Regions from separate parts of the Triticum aestivum genome. Here region 2 is linked to region 1. The links are chromatin contacts, called in public HiCAR-type maps. All regions are on one chromosome and are shown on one strand. Each heading gives the region's core, a stretch centred on a gene start, on an enhancer-like site or on the middle of the called end of the contact. The rest is flanking DNA. Distances are from core to core; before and after follow the strand shown.

Region 1 (7,941 bases), core at 3,893-6,392:
AGAGTGCGGCTTAAGCGCTCGTGTGTGTCGAACGCGGAAGCGGGCGTCCCAAATACATAGCGCGAGTTGGCGATTCGGACCGCGCGCCCAACTCCATATGCCGCGCGCACGGTTATTGCGCGCCCGCTGGAGCCACTCTACCGGTTGCGCGCGCGCTAAAATGGCCAAATTTGCGGCACGGTGCTTGTTTAGCGCGATTGTTAGAGATGTTTTTATAGGGCGTGCGTATACCCTTAGGTCGTGAATTTGACCAACCTAATACAAGTCATATATTACAAAAAATATATCAATATAAACTTCAGATGTTCTATTTTCAAACCGTATGATTTTTGTGTCATATAGTTTATATTAAAATGATAAAATTAATAATTTAGGTATACGCGCAGGATTTGTAAACTGAAACGGAGGGAGTAATGGAGTTGCTCAATGTTTGGACGTACTTTTTGTTTGTTCAAAAAGGCCTTTTTACACATAGAGCGTAAGGACTATGTTAGCTCTTTGTGCTTTTCTTTTTTTTATGTTCTGCACGAGCGCGTCTTATTCTCTTCGGTAGAGTAGAGACCTGATTGCTCGAAATCACAAATTAAGAAGTACTCTTTATAAAGGTCACTCTTATTATATGCGTGCCTCTTACAGAAAAGAAATGTGTTTTTTTCATTTTCGAGAAGTACGGCCGTGCCTCTTGCAGAAGCAAATCCGTGCCTCTCAGAAAAGAAAAAAAATATGTTTTTCTTGCTTCCTAGGAGGCACGACAGTGCCTCTCATGAAAGCAAATTTGTGTCTCTCGCAATAGAAAAACCGTGCTTCTGGCGAAAGGAAAAAAAAGAAAATATAATTTTTTTGTTTCCGAGAGCTCACGGAAGCAAAATTGTCCCTCCTGCGAAGGGAAAAAAAGAAAATGCGTTTTTTCATAAATTTACTTTTCAAAAACATTTTTTTACAAAAGTTACGACACACCGGTGAAAAACCGAAAAGCCAAAAAACAAATAAAAAGCATCTAAAAAGCCAAAAATACGTGCGAAAAAGTAAAATAAAAAAAATCCGATAAGAGCACACAGAGCGTGACACGTGATGACGGCTGAGAGCGCACCACCACTTTGGCCCACTCCAAATGACCCTTGAGGAGGCTCCCGAACGAGCGCTCCTCAACTAGGGAGCTCCTACTCGGCGCTGTAGGCGCCCGAACGTGCAAATGGCGCCTACAGCACGCCCTTTGTGGGCCTATTTTACGCTCGGCCCAGGAACTGAGTCATTCGCGAAAAAAAAGCATGCAAAAAATTGACAGAACCAGGATTCGATCTCGCGCACGCAACAAATCAGCATGCAAATTTTTTACTATACCACTTAGATTTTTGAGTTATTTGATTTCTTTTGGGGAAAAGTATATTTTTTCTAATGAAAAACAGTTCGTTCAATTTCAGAAAAAGTTGATCAATTTTTGAAAAAACTTCATCAATTTGGAAAAAGTTCATCAAAAATGAAAAAAATTCAACGAATTTGAAAAAAGTTCACTGGTTTTGAAGGAAAAGTTCAATGGTTTTGAAAAAATTTCACTCAATTTGACAAATTCCATCGATTTTGGAAAAAAATCATGAAGTTTGATAAAAGTTCATCATATTTTCTATCAAAAAGGAAAAAAAACATGCTCCTGGTTCTGTTTTTTAGTCCGGTTTTTTTTTAAAAGAAATGTTTGTCAGGACCTATCAACAGAGATCTAGTTCTGAAGATCTCTACACAAGGAATCCAATGATCAAAATGGTTCGAGATTTGAAGCACAGTTTAAGAGTTAAAACATTTTCAATAAACGAATGTATGAAAAAAGAAAAAACTCCCTGTTTAGGACAAGTGGTGCGCATGCAGTGCGTCACTTATCATAATCTAAAGAAGTGGGAGTGATCTTTCAAAGAAGTACTTCTTAATTAGTGATTTCATGGATCTCATATTTACGCACGGTGCGGCATGAAACGCGCAAACACGCTCCCCTTGGCCCCACGCGTACGCTTTTGGGATGGCCCATTCGCGGCGGGGGGTGCCCTATATTTTCTCCTTTTGCTTTTTTTACCTTTTCTTTTCTGTTTTATTCTTAGTTTTTGTTTTTATTGCATTTTGAAGATAAATAGGGATTCCAAAAAATGCTCACGATTTTTTTCTTCCAAATTTGAAAATATTTCACCAAATTAACAAATGTTCCTGAGATTTCGAAAAATCTTCATGATTTTGAAAAATGATCCCAAATTTATTTTCTTTTGAAAATACGTAAAAATGTTCACAATCTCACGAAAATGTTCTAATTTAAAAAAACTTGAGAAATTTGGAAAATTTTCTTGAATTTTGGAAAACATTTGCCGATTCGGAAAATTTCCTCAAATTAAAAAAATCATAAATTTTAGAAATTATTCCGGAAATTCAAGTAAAGGTCGCCTATTTAAAAACTGTTAGCTGATTAAAAAAATTGCGAATTTCCAGAATTCTTCTCAGTATTCAAATAATTTTATGGCCAAAAAAATGTTCGTCAATTTCCAAAATTGTTCCCTAAGTTTCAAAGATGTTCTTAGATTCAAAAAATGCTGATGAGTAGTGATTCCAAAGTTTTAAACATATTTACAAATTGAAATAATATTTAGAATTTCAAATATTTGCTCCAAAATTTGTAAATTATTACAGAGTTTCAGACAAATTTCTGAATTTAAAATTAGTGAGAACAAAAAAGAAAAAGGAAAGGTAAATATAAAGGAAAAGAATGAGAGAAGAAGAAATGACAAAACCGAAAGAAAAAACACATAATAAAGAATATCGATTCAGGAAAGGTGAACCTTCTCAAAACTGGTGGGAGAAAGGGCAGGTAAAAATTGCTAATATGGGCTAGCCCATATACGAGGGGGCGATTGGTTGTGTGTTGTTTGGTGGGGTGCCCATTTTAGGTAGCAAGCGTACCACATGTTCCGGTTTTGGGAAGGATCCTGCCGGTTTTTAGAACCTTCTAGAAGGTACCTGAATTGTTTTTCTTATTCTATAAATTTCTGTACTAGTTTTGCCGCTTCTTTTACCTTTTCCAAAATTCAGAAATTTTCATAAAAATTTCATATTTTATAAAATGTCTTGTTTTTCAAAAAATGTTCGCAAATTTGTAAACAATTTCGTGTTTTAATAATGGAATTTGAACAGAAAATCCACATTTTCAAAGAATGTTTCCAAGTTTGAAAAATATTTGGATTTCTAATAAATGGTCACATGTTCAGAAAAATGTTCACAATATCAAGAAATGTTCTCGTTGTTCAGAAAATGTTCATAGATGTGAAAAAACTGTTATGGTTTCAAAAACATTAAAATTTAAGAAAATATTTGCATTCTCAAAATATGTTCACAAATTTGAAAAGATGTTCATGTTTAAAAAAAGTCCACATCTTCAACAAAGTTGTTATAGGAAGAAAAACTTGCCCGGTTAATTAAGGAAGAGGGTGTCAGGGCGCCATCCTGTTCTACCGTCGAGGAATGCCAAGGAGAAGGTCGCCGACCACCATAGAGGTGGGGGCTGGGGCGGGGCCATCGTCCTCACCATGGGGGGTCTCGACTCATACACACCACACTTGTGCATGATTTCTTCTTACATTCCAGAAGCCAATTCCATGATCGGCGGATGCATAAGAGAGGGTCGTGATTTTCTTAACCCAATCATACGACAAAAACCTTCTCTGAGCATCTTCAAGGCGGACTCATAAATCGACCGCATCCATCCGGACTGCACTACCCAGGCCGTGAAGTCATCCAACGCGGGCCTGTATCGGTTTCAGGGGAGGTCCGGACGTGTTTTCTCCCACAAATTGAAGACAAGTGAGGGAGGTTTGCGGGAGTCCGGACACCCGAAATGTAGGACACCGACACCCTGTCCACCCAATCTCCCCTCCCAATCCCATATTCTTTCACTCCGCCCTTTCCCCCTTACTTTGCATCCGCACCCTCCACCTCCGCAGCCGTTGTACGTCTCTGGCCGCTACAGAGGCATTGCCAGACGTCTGCAACCAGCACCAACACGTCTGCTCGCCGTACGACGGACTTTCCATCCTAGAGCCGTTTGTACCCAGGTACACTCCGCCCCCTATTGATGACCTCCATGGCGGAAACCACGTCCGACAGGTGTTCGGTCAAATGCCATTGAGCTTATTTTCAAATGGTATGTCATTTTTTAGAGTAAGAAGGATGGTGAGCTACCCGAACATGAAGGATGAGTTGTTGTGCGATGCGTGGCTGGTCGTATCCGCGGATTTCCTAGGCAGGAGCAGAGAGGAGCCCCTTTGGGAGCAAGTGCATGAAATGTTTCACGCACGAAAGCACATAGTGTCCTACGACATGTACACAATTCAATCACGCAATGCGAGGTCGTTGTCGTATCGCTGGCAAGCTATCCAGATCAGCGTCACCAAGTTTTGCGACGTGGTTCATAAACTCGAGGCAAGGTGGCCATTGCACGCGGCAGAGGACGAGATCGTAAATTTTACTTCCTATTGCTCAACTTGTTGATTGATTCATTCACTCAATGTTGGTCTATACATTATATGTAGCCCGCACACGCTGCCGTGGTGTACCACAGGACAGAGGGACGGTCATTTACGTGCACACACTGTTGGATGAAGCTGAAAAGAAAGTATGTGTGAGACGACATAATTCGTTCATGAAAATTTGTTGGACATTCGGGATCTGGTCGAATTTAAGACCTTGTTGTACTAGACTTAATTTGTATTACATGTATGAATAATTTATGCTATTTTCTATCCGAACTTTAATGAATATCGGTCGGTTTATATGAATTTCTTCTGATTAGTTAAAATACGGGTTGAAATTTATACGACTATGTTTAAATGACGGTCTTCTGCATCCGTATTCATGAACTGGTCTCTGAGATGCGAAAGAAAAATTGTGGGTTGGGATCGAAGATGCCCTCCTAGAGTGGTTCATACCGTCAGAATTTTGATCGTCGGGCAACGGCCCGCCCCTTCTTTCACGAACAACAGACGGAGCGCGACACGTAGTGCCGCATCTCCAAAGTCCAAGCACGTTTCCTCCTCACCCCGTACAGCCATCGACCGGGTCCGGCGGACAAATCTTGTTGCTAGTCGAAGCGCAATTTGGAAAAGCAAACCTCATCTGACCGTGACGGCGACCGGAGTGGAGGAACCCCGTCGGATCCACACGAGAACGCGAAGGCGTCATATCGGACACGCCCCGCACGGGTCAAGAGTCAAAACACCGGCCGGAGAAAGATGCCCCGGAACCCGACGAGCGCAGGCAGGCGGCCGCAACCGCACCCACGCCCACACCCGACGCATCCGCCGCTCACGACAACGGCCGCCGGAGCAGCTCGACACCATCGTCCTCCGGCATATGTCACCCCCGAGCTGCCACCCGCGAGCCACCACCACCACCACCCCAAACCCCGTCCATTCACCCTCCGGTCCGCGGCGCAAGCCATGATGATGCCCCTGACGCGGCGGCGGCTGCTGGCCACGCTGCTCTGCCTGTGCGCGCTCCCCTCCCCGGCGCGGTCCCAGAACGCGAGCGCCACGCCGGCGCCGGCCAGCGTGGAGGGGTTCAACTGCTCCGCCAACGGCACCTACCCGTGCCAGGCCTACGCGCTGTACCGGGCAGGCTTCGCCGGGGTGCCGCTCGACCTCGCGGCGGTGGGCGACCTCTTCGGCGTCAGCCGCTTCATGCTCGCGCACGCCAACAACCTGTCCACCTCGGCCGCGCCGGCCGCGGGGCAGCCGCTGCTCGTGCCGCTCCAGTGCGGCTGCCCCTCCGGCTCGCCCAACGCCTACGCGCCCACGCAGTACCAGATCAGCTCCGGCGACACCTTCTGGATCGTCTCCGTCACCAAGCTGCAGAACCTCACGCAGTACCAGGCCGTGGAGCGCGTCAACCCCACGGTGGTGCCCACCAAGCTCGAGGTCGCCGACATGGTCACGTTCCCCATCTTCTGCCAGTGCCCCACCGCCGCCCAGAACGCCACCGCGCTCGTCACCTACGTGATGCAGCAGGGCGACACCTACGCCTCCATCGCCGCCGCCTTCGCCGTCGACGCGCAGTCCCTCGTCTCCCTCAACGGGCCCGAGCGGGGCACGCAGCTATTCTCCGAGATACTAGTGCCGCTCCGTCGGAAGGTGCCGCAGTGGCTGCCGCCAATCGTGACCCGCAACGACGTGCCGGCCACGCCGCCGTCCCCGCCGCCTACCGCGACGCCCGGCCCAAGCGACGTGGCCGACAACCGAGGCGGGGTGGTCACCGGGCTGGCCGTCGGGTTGGGCGTGGTCGGCGGGCTTTGGCTGCTGCAGCTGCTGCTGCTGGGCTGCCTGTGGAGGCGGCTCAAGGCGACGGGGCGGCGAGGGGACGCGGTGGCGAGCGGCGAGGGCGGCGAGGGCGGCAGGTCTGGCAAGAGCGCGTCCGGCTCCGGCGGCGTGGGAGGGGAGAGATTCCTAGTGAGTGACATATCCGAGTGGCTGGACAAGTACAGGGTGTTCAAGGTGGAGGAGCTGGAGCGCGGCACCGACGGGTTCGACGACGCGCACCTCATCCAGGGCAGCGTGTACAAGGCCAACATCGGCGGCGAGGTCTTCGCCGTGAAGAAGATGAAGTGGGATGCCTGCGAGGAGCTCAAGATCCTGCAGAAGGTACGCCCATTTCCTTCCAAAACTTAATTAACATTTCGTGGGAGCTCACACTGAACTCTTTTCAAGTTCTAGTGTTAGTTAATTATGCTTTGGTAGTAATTTCCCGCTAAACAAAGAAATGATGATCGCCACTCAGATGGTCAGTGTTCATCCACCACAAATATACAAATCACTGATGGGGACATAACAATTTTATAGTACACGCTATTGCTTGTAGATTAACTAAACAAAGGAGAGCACTTATGTTCAATACTTAGTGAAAAAACACAGAAGTCTCTGTTAATTGGACAAGCACACGATGAAGAAGTAGTGCAGGTATTTTATACTCCCTCTGTAAACTAATATAAGAGCATTTAGAATACTAGAATAGTGATCTAAAATTGTTACATTTCGGAGTACAATGACGTTATCTCACGAACTGTCTTCTTTTCGTTTGTATACAAATACAAGCGCATCTTAAAATTTTAAGCGGGTCAATTGAACCGTGCCTGCAATAACGATAGTAGTGGAGACAAGAAATAATTTTTTTGGACCTGTCACTATGCAAGTGCCGTCAGATTCATCGAGCTGGTTCTGCACGGCCCACCGTTCGGTTGGCACTTGGCAGTGGTGCCAATGTACTTGGACTTGAAATAATTCCAAGGAGATGCGTCCATAAATCCTCGTTATTTCTTTATTAGAGCGGTCAATTTATCAGTTGTCGTCTGCCTACTTGCAAACGGTCAGATTTCCGGACCATAGGATGAAGATCCAAAGGCTCGTATTAGCCGTGAGTCATCTATATGCTTGCTACGATTTCACCCATCTTTTCACTCATGGACGAAGTAGAAGAAGGAGCCAAGCAGTCACCCGATGCCGCTAGCAAGAATTGGGATGAAGCTCTATGGCGGCATATCGCCGTACCGGGACAAACCTAAACCTAGATCTACTTTGTACCCCCTCGTTTCAAAATAAATGTCTACAAAGTTGTACTAGAGTTGAGACACTTATGTTGGGACGGAGGGAGAATAAACCTAGCGTCCCCTCTATCCCTGCTTCGTCCGGTGACATGCCCGAAGGGGAAGGGGGGAGGGGTTGGTGTTTCGAGAAAACAAAAGGGGGAAATAGGCTCTAGTTTCATGGAAACCCTTTCTTGGTAAAATATTAGGTGATATCAAACTTCACATGATACCTTTGATATCGCATCTCAAACTTCAATTTTGTAAGTTTTCAGAAAATTCTAAGTTTTTTGTGAATGTTCACAAGATATGTGCCTATAATCCATAAAAAATTGAAAGAC
Region 2 (7,941 bases), core at 4,019-6,518, 820 kb after region 1:
TAGGCCATAAGTGGTCTCATTTACATAGCAGATTGTTAATGTATCGGTACTACCGATGAGCCACAATGATGTCCAATGGACAACGGGCCGCTGATGGGCCAAATTGATACCCTCCTTATGGGTCATGGATGTACATGGGCCATATGCAAGTAGGCAGTTATTGGGTCAGCCTTTTTAACCTAAATGGGCCCATTGAGACTTGCCACATGTTAATGTTTTATAGGCGCTTCTCGTCCATTGGATGGATGACATCTGTCGCAACACAAAACTAACGCATGGTTCCCTTAGCGAATGAGAAATTGACACGTGAAAAATCGTCATTGGTTGGGGTTGTTAACGGCTATCAGATACAAAACTGGCACCTAATAACTTAACGGCGACCCGTTACGATGGATGCCACGTGTTAGTTACCCTTGATGAAATCAATTCCATGACGTGTAATTTACCGTCACATAAGTGAACACTTATGTGATGATAAATGGATTATTGTGATGGAACACTTCCATGATAGCACTGGTATGACTATCTTGATTCTATCATAAAATCATCACAGATGTACATGCATGATAGAAAACATGACTTATTGTAACAAACACGTATCATCACGGAAGTGTTTTTTTGTGATTAGTATGGACTTTTTTAGGGTAACGTAGGAAAAAAATAGACAAAAATCCGTCGTACGCACCATCTCAAGACCACTATGAAGATGCATACAAGGTTTGATCTGATCGTTACCAACTCATAGCGCGGCAGAAGTAGAGTTGGCGAAGATTCTTGGTGTAGATCCCCGTGGCTTGGAATTTACAACCTCTGAACCGCGAGGATTTTTTCTCTCGAACAGTCCCTGGAACAAAAGATCAAACGTATGATCTCTCTACCGGGTTGCACACATGCGGTGTCACCTATCGAGCAGCGCTCTGCCGTCCAGAACTAATCGCTATCGAAGACCATGCAGTCTTTCGACAATACGGCACTATTCCGTGATGTAGCTAGAGAGAGAAGGCGGGTCATTGCATGCCATTTGGTTAGAGCTCAAAGGCTCAAGTTGAAGTGAGTGTGGTGGCTGCCCTCCTCCTCAACTTATAGTGGCGGATGGCCGCCCTAAAGAGCAACCCCCCCCACCCCCCACCCCCACACACACCAACAATGTGTTATGTTTTTATTTTTCTTTTTTCGTTTCTTTCCTATTTCATTTTCCTTTTTTCCTTCCATGTTTATTTTCTTTTTTTACTTTTTTCGTAAATCAAAAATTTTCAAAACACATTCAGAATTTCAATTTTGTTCAAATTCCAAAAAAATGGTAAGAATTCCAAAAAAAATCTCGTTCAGAAAAGTGTTTGGAACTTTAAATTTTTTTGTCGTTCTGAAATTTGTTCAAAATTCAAATGTTCCCTTTAAAAAAATTGTGTTGTCCAAAATTGTTCTAGATTTTTTTAACAAAATGCATTTTAAAAATTGTTCCAGAATCAAAAAATATTCTTGTTTTAGTGAAATGTTCACAAATTGAAGGAAAAAATATTTTAAATAGTCTCACATTGCTCATTTAGATACAGTCGTACAAATTTATATAGCTATGTGAAACTACATGCATTAATAAATTGGATGAAGGATAGATGGATTAAGCTGGACGAAGGATGGATTGGTATGTGAGCTAACTCGAAAAGGGTGCTGGATTCCTTCAAATTAAAAAAAGTACCCATTTTAAAAAAATGTTTATGTTTTCCAAAATTGTTTGAGATTTTTGAAAAGCTGCATTTAAAGAATTTGCTCCAAATTCAAAAATTATTATAGTTTTAGTGAAATGTTCACAAATTAAAAATAATGCCCGAGTTTAAAAAATATACATTTTAATAAATTGTTCTGAATGTCCAAAATTGTCACCATTTCTAAAAATTGTTCGCAAATTCAAAAAATATTCGTGTTTTATAAAAGGTTCATGTTTTCAAAAAAAATGTTCGTGAATTCTGAAAAATGTCCCTATTCAAATTTATTCATGTGTTTTAAAAAATGTATGGATTTTCAGAAAAAAATCGTATTTTTGAAACTGTTCAGGATTTCCAAAAAAATCATATTTACAAAAATAGTTGGTAATTCATAATTATTATTATATTTGAAAAGTTCAAAACATCAAAAATATGTTTCGAATCTGATGCTGCAGTATGTTCTGTGATATTTGCTCTAGCTATTTGTTAGTGGGACGTGTTTGTTCGAGTGGTTGGCATCACTTGGTCATGTCTTTGAGGTCGCGAGTTTGATTGTTCAACGCCGTCCTTTTTTAGATTTTTACTCGCGTCTTACAGACAAAGGTCGTTTTGATGCCTGGGCCATTCACAACCCATGCAACTTAGCAAGCCCAACTACCTGGGAAATAAGGCAAAAATATTTTAAGTAGCCCCACATTTCTTCTTTACATACAGTCGTACCAATTTATGTACGTGTGTGAAACTACATGTAGTAAGCTAGATGAAGGATGGATGAATTAAGCTGGATGAAGGATGGATGGATTGATACGTGAGCTAGCTGAAAAGGGATCCTTGATTTCTTAAAAAAGGAATTAATCCAGTAGGTGAGCTAGATGGATGGATTGCAATGTGAACTAGCTACAAAAGGACCCTGATTTTCTTGACGATTGCTACGAAGAAAAGAGAAGAGAAGACCCGAATACATGAGCTAAATGCATGTAAAAGAGAAGACCCAGCTCATTCTAATATTATGGAACTTCACACATTAAATCCCCTGGATCAATTAACGAAAAATAGCGGAGTCAAACTAACTCCTGTTGTACTATATTGGTGACTTGTACATAGAAAAGAGAAGACCCGCCTCGCTTCCATATTATGAAACCTCATACCTTAAATCCCCTTGAATGAATGGAAAAATGGATTGAATAATTCATGGGCCTTCTCTCGCGTGCGATGACCTAACAAAACCCTAGGGTTGCGGCCCTCGCCGTCGCCATCGCCATCGCATGGGAACTTTTGATCCCCTCGCCTCTGACTGCCATCTTGGCACTGAGAGGTGGGGGGGGGGGGGCTCACATCTTCAAGAGGTTTACGTTCTTCATCATCGTCTACTGATTATCATATTTTGTGAGAATAAATTTACTCTTGTTCTTTTGATGATGCCATGAGGTTAGAGAGTTCTTTGTCCTCGTTGATCCGATTATTCAGATCTGCTGAGTTTACGTTAGCCTGTCATACTTTTTTTGTTAGTTTGATTCTTTGTGGAGTTGAAATCTTTCATCGACACCATGATGAAGATATCGTGATCCGACGGCCTGCACTTCTAGGGGATCATCCCCGGCCCGAAGATATCGTGATCCGACGGCCTGGCCCGAAGACTTCCCATCTTTTTGGATGGCCGACTCAAGGCACTTTCAAAAATCATTATTGGCAATGTTTGTGCGGGTGAAAGAGTGACAACATTGTTGCTTCCGTCCAATTGCAACATCTTTACCGAAATCTTTGGAGTATTTCTTCTAGCAGAGATTGATACTGCGAAGAAGGTGTTCCCAAGAAATTTCATTATAATTTGTAGTCATAAGAGTTACTTTGTACTTTCTTTGAGCTTAGATCCAAATCAGTGCATTGATAATTGTTATGAGTATAAATAAAACTACATGTGTTTCTCAAAAGAAAAAAAAACTATCAAACCCCTTAAATCCCCTCGATCAATGAATGAAAAGTTAGCGGATTCATTACTTCACACACGGCGAAACCCAGAATCTAAAGGTTCCTTCCCGCGTCACAAGGTTTTACTTGCACGTGTATTCTCACTCAACTTAAATGCATGCTATTTTTTGTTCCGTTGCAACGCACGGGCATATGTGCTAGTAACTCCTAAACAAAGTTTGGTGAGATTATACTAAAGGAAGTGATCTTCATCCGTTGGTCTTCCCATGTAAACCAGCAGTCCATGGGATTGAATTATTTGGAGGTTACGCGCTATATATAGGGTCCTGTTCCTGTTGTGTGGTGGCCATTATTGGATACTGGAGCAGAGAAACAGATGAAATGGACAACCCGTTCATAGTTCTATGTTCGGTCTTAATACCGTGGAGCCATACGTGACTGTCTTGGGGTTTACAGGGCTAAAAAACAATCAATCAAGGTGACTTCTGTCTTTTCCGAACTGTGTAGTCTTAACTAAGGTGCGGAATGTGCACATGTTCGTGTCCAGAATCTCCCGCGCGCATTATTGGCCTCTGCAAATTGAAGTACGACACGGAACCAAAAAAACAAAACTCAGGCAGCAAACAATCATCAATTTGATATGAAGAATCAAGTATGAGTTATACTACAACTGTACGTCGTAGTCCCACGAGTGGGATTGGACAAGTCGAACAGCGACATGCGTTCTCGAGCTGTTGACATTTCAGATCCACTAGCCAAACACGACCACGCATATATTTGACCGACTAATCCTTCTCTACGGAAAAAAAAAACTATGCTTGTGCACCTATTGGTGACCTCGTGATTGGATGGCTATACAAAGTGGCGCCCTAAACTAAATTACTAAATAAAATCCCGATTTTGAGACGATGTAAACCCACAATAAATATACGTGCAGCCGGTCGAGATCGCGAATCTCTGTGTCGGCCGCCACCGCGCTGGGACAAGGAAAGACGTGGCCTTGGAGCTAACGAACGAGTGGCGCGGTTGGTCGTCACCAAACGCGCGTGAGGAGGCTGGCGAGCGGGCCGTCCCTCCGCGGGCGGGGCAGTAGGTGGGAGCGGCACAGCGGGCAGGTGGTCCGGCCGAGGTCGATCCACCCGTCGATGCAGCCGCGGTGGAAGGCGTGCGCGCAGTTGCCCAGCCGCCGCACCTCGTCCGCCGCCCGCAGCCGCTCCAGGCACACGATGCACGTCGCCGCCGCCGCGGCGTCCCCGTCGTGGCACCCCTGCTGCTGCTGCGCCGGACGCGCCAGCAAGGAGAACTCGACGGCCGGGAGGCGCTCCTTGACCTCCTCGGGCAGCGGGGCGTCGTGGACGGAGCGGCGCGGGGAGCGGCAGAGGCCGACGAGGGAGAGCAGCAGGAGGAGGGCGTCCCGGACGGCGGCGACGAGCTTGCAGAAGGCGATGATCGGCTTGGGGATGGCGACGCAGTAGCACACCAGGGGGAACCCCATGGCCGGAGACGGCGCGGCGGGAGCTCGGACGTCGCAGGCTGCGCCGGCCAGGCCCGTCGATCGTTTGCGGGGGAGGAGCAGCAGAGGATATGTATATATACCTACTTGATCAAGCCAAAGTCAGGAGGAAAGCGCGCGCGCTCGCAGGTTATATAGAGCGAGCGGCGGGGAGAGAAGGGAGAAAGGAAGCAGAGTCGGTCAGTTTCACGTGGTTTTGGTGGAGGATAACGCGGGCCGGGAAGGGTTGGGGAGGGGTGGACGGAGGGGACACGGGACGACCTCGCCGTACGTCTCCCGGCATGGGAAATGGCCAGCGTGCGTGCGTGCGTGCGTGCGCGGAAGCTGCCCAGCCCGGGTCGTTAAAACGCGGGGGACGAGTGACGCGATGGTAAGTACGAACGCCCGCGTGGTGGCGGGGACGTGCGGTCCATCCTTGGGTCGTGCACTGGCATGGACTCGGCACGCATGGGACAACACGAGCGATTTAGGCGAGGGGGAGAAAAAGCCTGCGACGTTGACGCGGGCTTCGCCCATATGTAATCTTTTTAGACCGGAGGCTGATTGGTGCCGCCTGTAACGGGATTTTCCCACGGTAATGTATCTGTATGTTTGTATTTGTTTTTTACCATTTTGTTTCTGTTACAAACCGTGATGAAGGGCAGGGCCCGTAGGAGGGGCAAGTCGCGCCAGAACACGCGGATCACTTGGTCAGCCCGGTTTTACACTAGGAGGTTCTCTGCAGATGGTGATCTGCCTAAGGGGGTGTTTGGTTCAAAAGTCCTAAGACTTTTTCTAGTTTCAGGAACTAATCAAAAAAGACTCTTCGATAGAGTCTTTTTCTAGTCCGTGTAGAAAAAGTTCCTTCTGTTTGGTTTCTAGGAATTTTTAGGGATTTTTTCTAGTCTAAGAATAAAAAGTACCTGAACCAAACATTCCCTAAGTAACCGCCGTCAGCTCAGTTCCGCACATTTCTCTCGTGGCATGTCTCCCTCCGCGAAAGTGCTAGTAACTTGTACTACTAGTCCCGTACACCAAAGGACGATGGCCCATGAACTTTTGCAAGTTGTGGTCTGGGTACAGTAGACCGTCATTTCAATTTCAGAGAAAGAACGGGGGCGTAGGACATCATGAGATATACATTGCCAACCTCGCCCATGTATTAACACAAGATATGCCATCACCGTGTTGGGGTCAGCATCGCGCTTGCTCGCATCATATACATTGCCAACCGTGATGATGATGGTACATATGATATGAACGGCAGTGTAATTGGTGCTAGAACGAAGCATCATGGGCTGGTCATGGAGGCTCTCGCGCCGATCGGCGCAGCACGCACACGGCGACACGATGCGAGTTGCCATTGATTGGGCCTGCGTGTACCAGAAGGGGCGGATTCGACAAGCCAGCCGTCGGCCGTCACGACGGGGCGCTTCCTCTGGTGGCACACGCCTGCGCACATGAATGAAGTGAATGAATCTGTCGGGTGCGCGGTCTCCGTCGCTGGGTGGTTGATCTCATCTCGCAGCGCGGGTTCGGCAGCCACGCGCGCTACGAGTTTGGGTGGTGATGGTGCCGAGGCTCCATCCGTCTGGTTGCGGCGCTGGGCTGCCCGTGATAGCTATGGAAGTGGAGTTGGAGGAGATCGACAGCAACAGGATGTGCATTCAATGCGGACGACGAGCGGTGCCGAATGTCCCAGGAATGGATCAGCATGATTGGGCCGCAGCGGATTGCCAAGGCCAAGCGGGGCTGCCACAGGAAGCAACGTGTAGTACACGACGCAGCTGGCAACAATAATGCACACTGGCGGTCGAGGACTGACTACTCATCTCAACTCAACTGGAGAAGAACAGTAGGCCTTAATTCGCTGATCCCTTCGATCCCAGAAGCGAGCATTTGTAAGAGAACATTTGGACCTTACAGCATTAGCTGAGGCTCCAAAATATGATATGTGCAAATTCGGCTCGAAAATAAATACCACAATATACAACCCGAGTATGAACAGACGACCAAAGGAAACTGTGTCCACCTGAAAGAAAGAGAAAAACAAACAACTGGAAATACCAGGAAGCCCAGCGCAACGAGTGACCACTTGACTAGAGCCAACCTCCAACACCCATTACTAACACTAGCAGTTGCTAGACTATATTTCCATGTTCGCAGTGAGATCAATCTACTCCCACTAGGCTCAGATAGTGAGGCTGATGCTGACAACAAATCATTCCTTGGTAGCGAAATGTGTCACAGAAGAGAAAGCAGCATGACTTCTTCGATGTCAATGGCGTACCAAATATGTCAGATAGTTTGAATCAGCGTTCTTCAGAAATGTTCCCTTGAATCGAGCGTTCTTCAGAGATGTTCTGCATTGCAAGGAAAATTTCCGCATCAGGTATGTTGGATATCGATGTTAACACGGTATGCGAGAACAACATTATTCAGTACACAGAAAATGATTTGTCTGCTTCATGTTAACAAAATAAAACAGCTGCCAATAGTCATTTGGCTGTATTCTAGTAGTGACAATTGACAAAACTAGGGCACACTAGCAGTAAACTGTATCCACATAAAATGTTTGTCCAGATAGATAAACTTTAGTTTTGTCTCACGGCCCAGGCTCCGGAGAGCGTAGCCGTGCAGATCCTTGTGCGCCGTGTGCACAGGGGGGTTAGGGTTTGGGGTCGGAGGCACGCCTCCTCTTTCCTTCTTTATTGATTCTCTGGTGTCCACATACTAGGCCTAGGTCCCTTTATATAAAGGGACGGCTGATACAAACTCAACTTAACTTTCCAGCTAACACAATCTTTATCTATGGAA

The links. HiCAR-type assays count read pairs that join an accessible place to other places.
Region 2: a HiCAR-type map of leaf shows a contact between it and region 1, with 9 times the contacts expected there. The contact joins the promoter of LOC123128011 here to the promoter of LOC123128009 in region 1. A contact is called at or near these places in 1 of 5 Hi-C or Micro-C datasets (leaf) and 1 of 1 datasets of contacts at active chromatin or transcription factors (leaf).

What each region holds. Positions count from the first base shown.
Region 1 is chr6A:483,622,324-483,630,264 of IWGSC CS RefSeq v2.1, forward strand. It overlaps LOC123128009 (serine/threonine receptor-like kinase NFP), which reads left to right and starts at 5,143. Exons shown (of 2, transcript XM_044547909.1): 1 at 5,143-6,662. The coding sequence starts at 5,259.
Region 2 is chr6A:484,442,604-484,450,544 of IWGSC CS RefSeq v2.1, forward strand. It overlaps LOC123128011 (brassinosteroid-responsive RING protein 1), which reads right to left and starts at 5,269. Exons shown (of 1, transcript XM_044547911.1): 1 at 4,248-5,269. The coding sequence starts at 5,127. The coding sequence ends at 4,666. It overlaps LOC123128013 (protein TRANSPARENT TESTA GLABRA 1), which reads right to left. Exons shown (of 2, transcript XM_044547912.1): 2 at 7,023-7,487.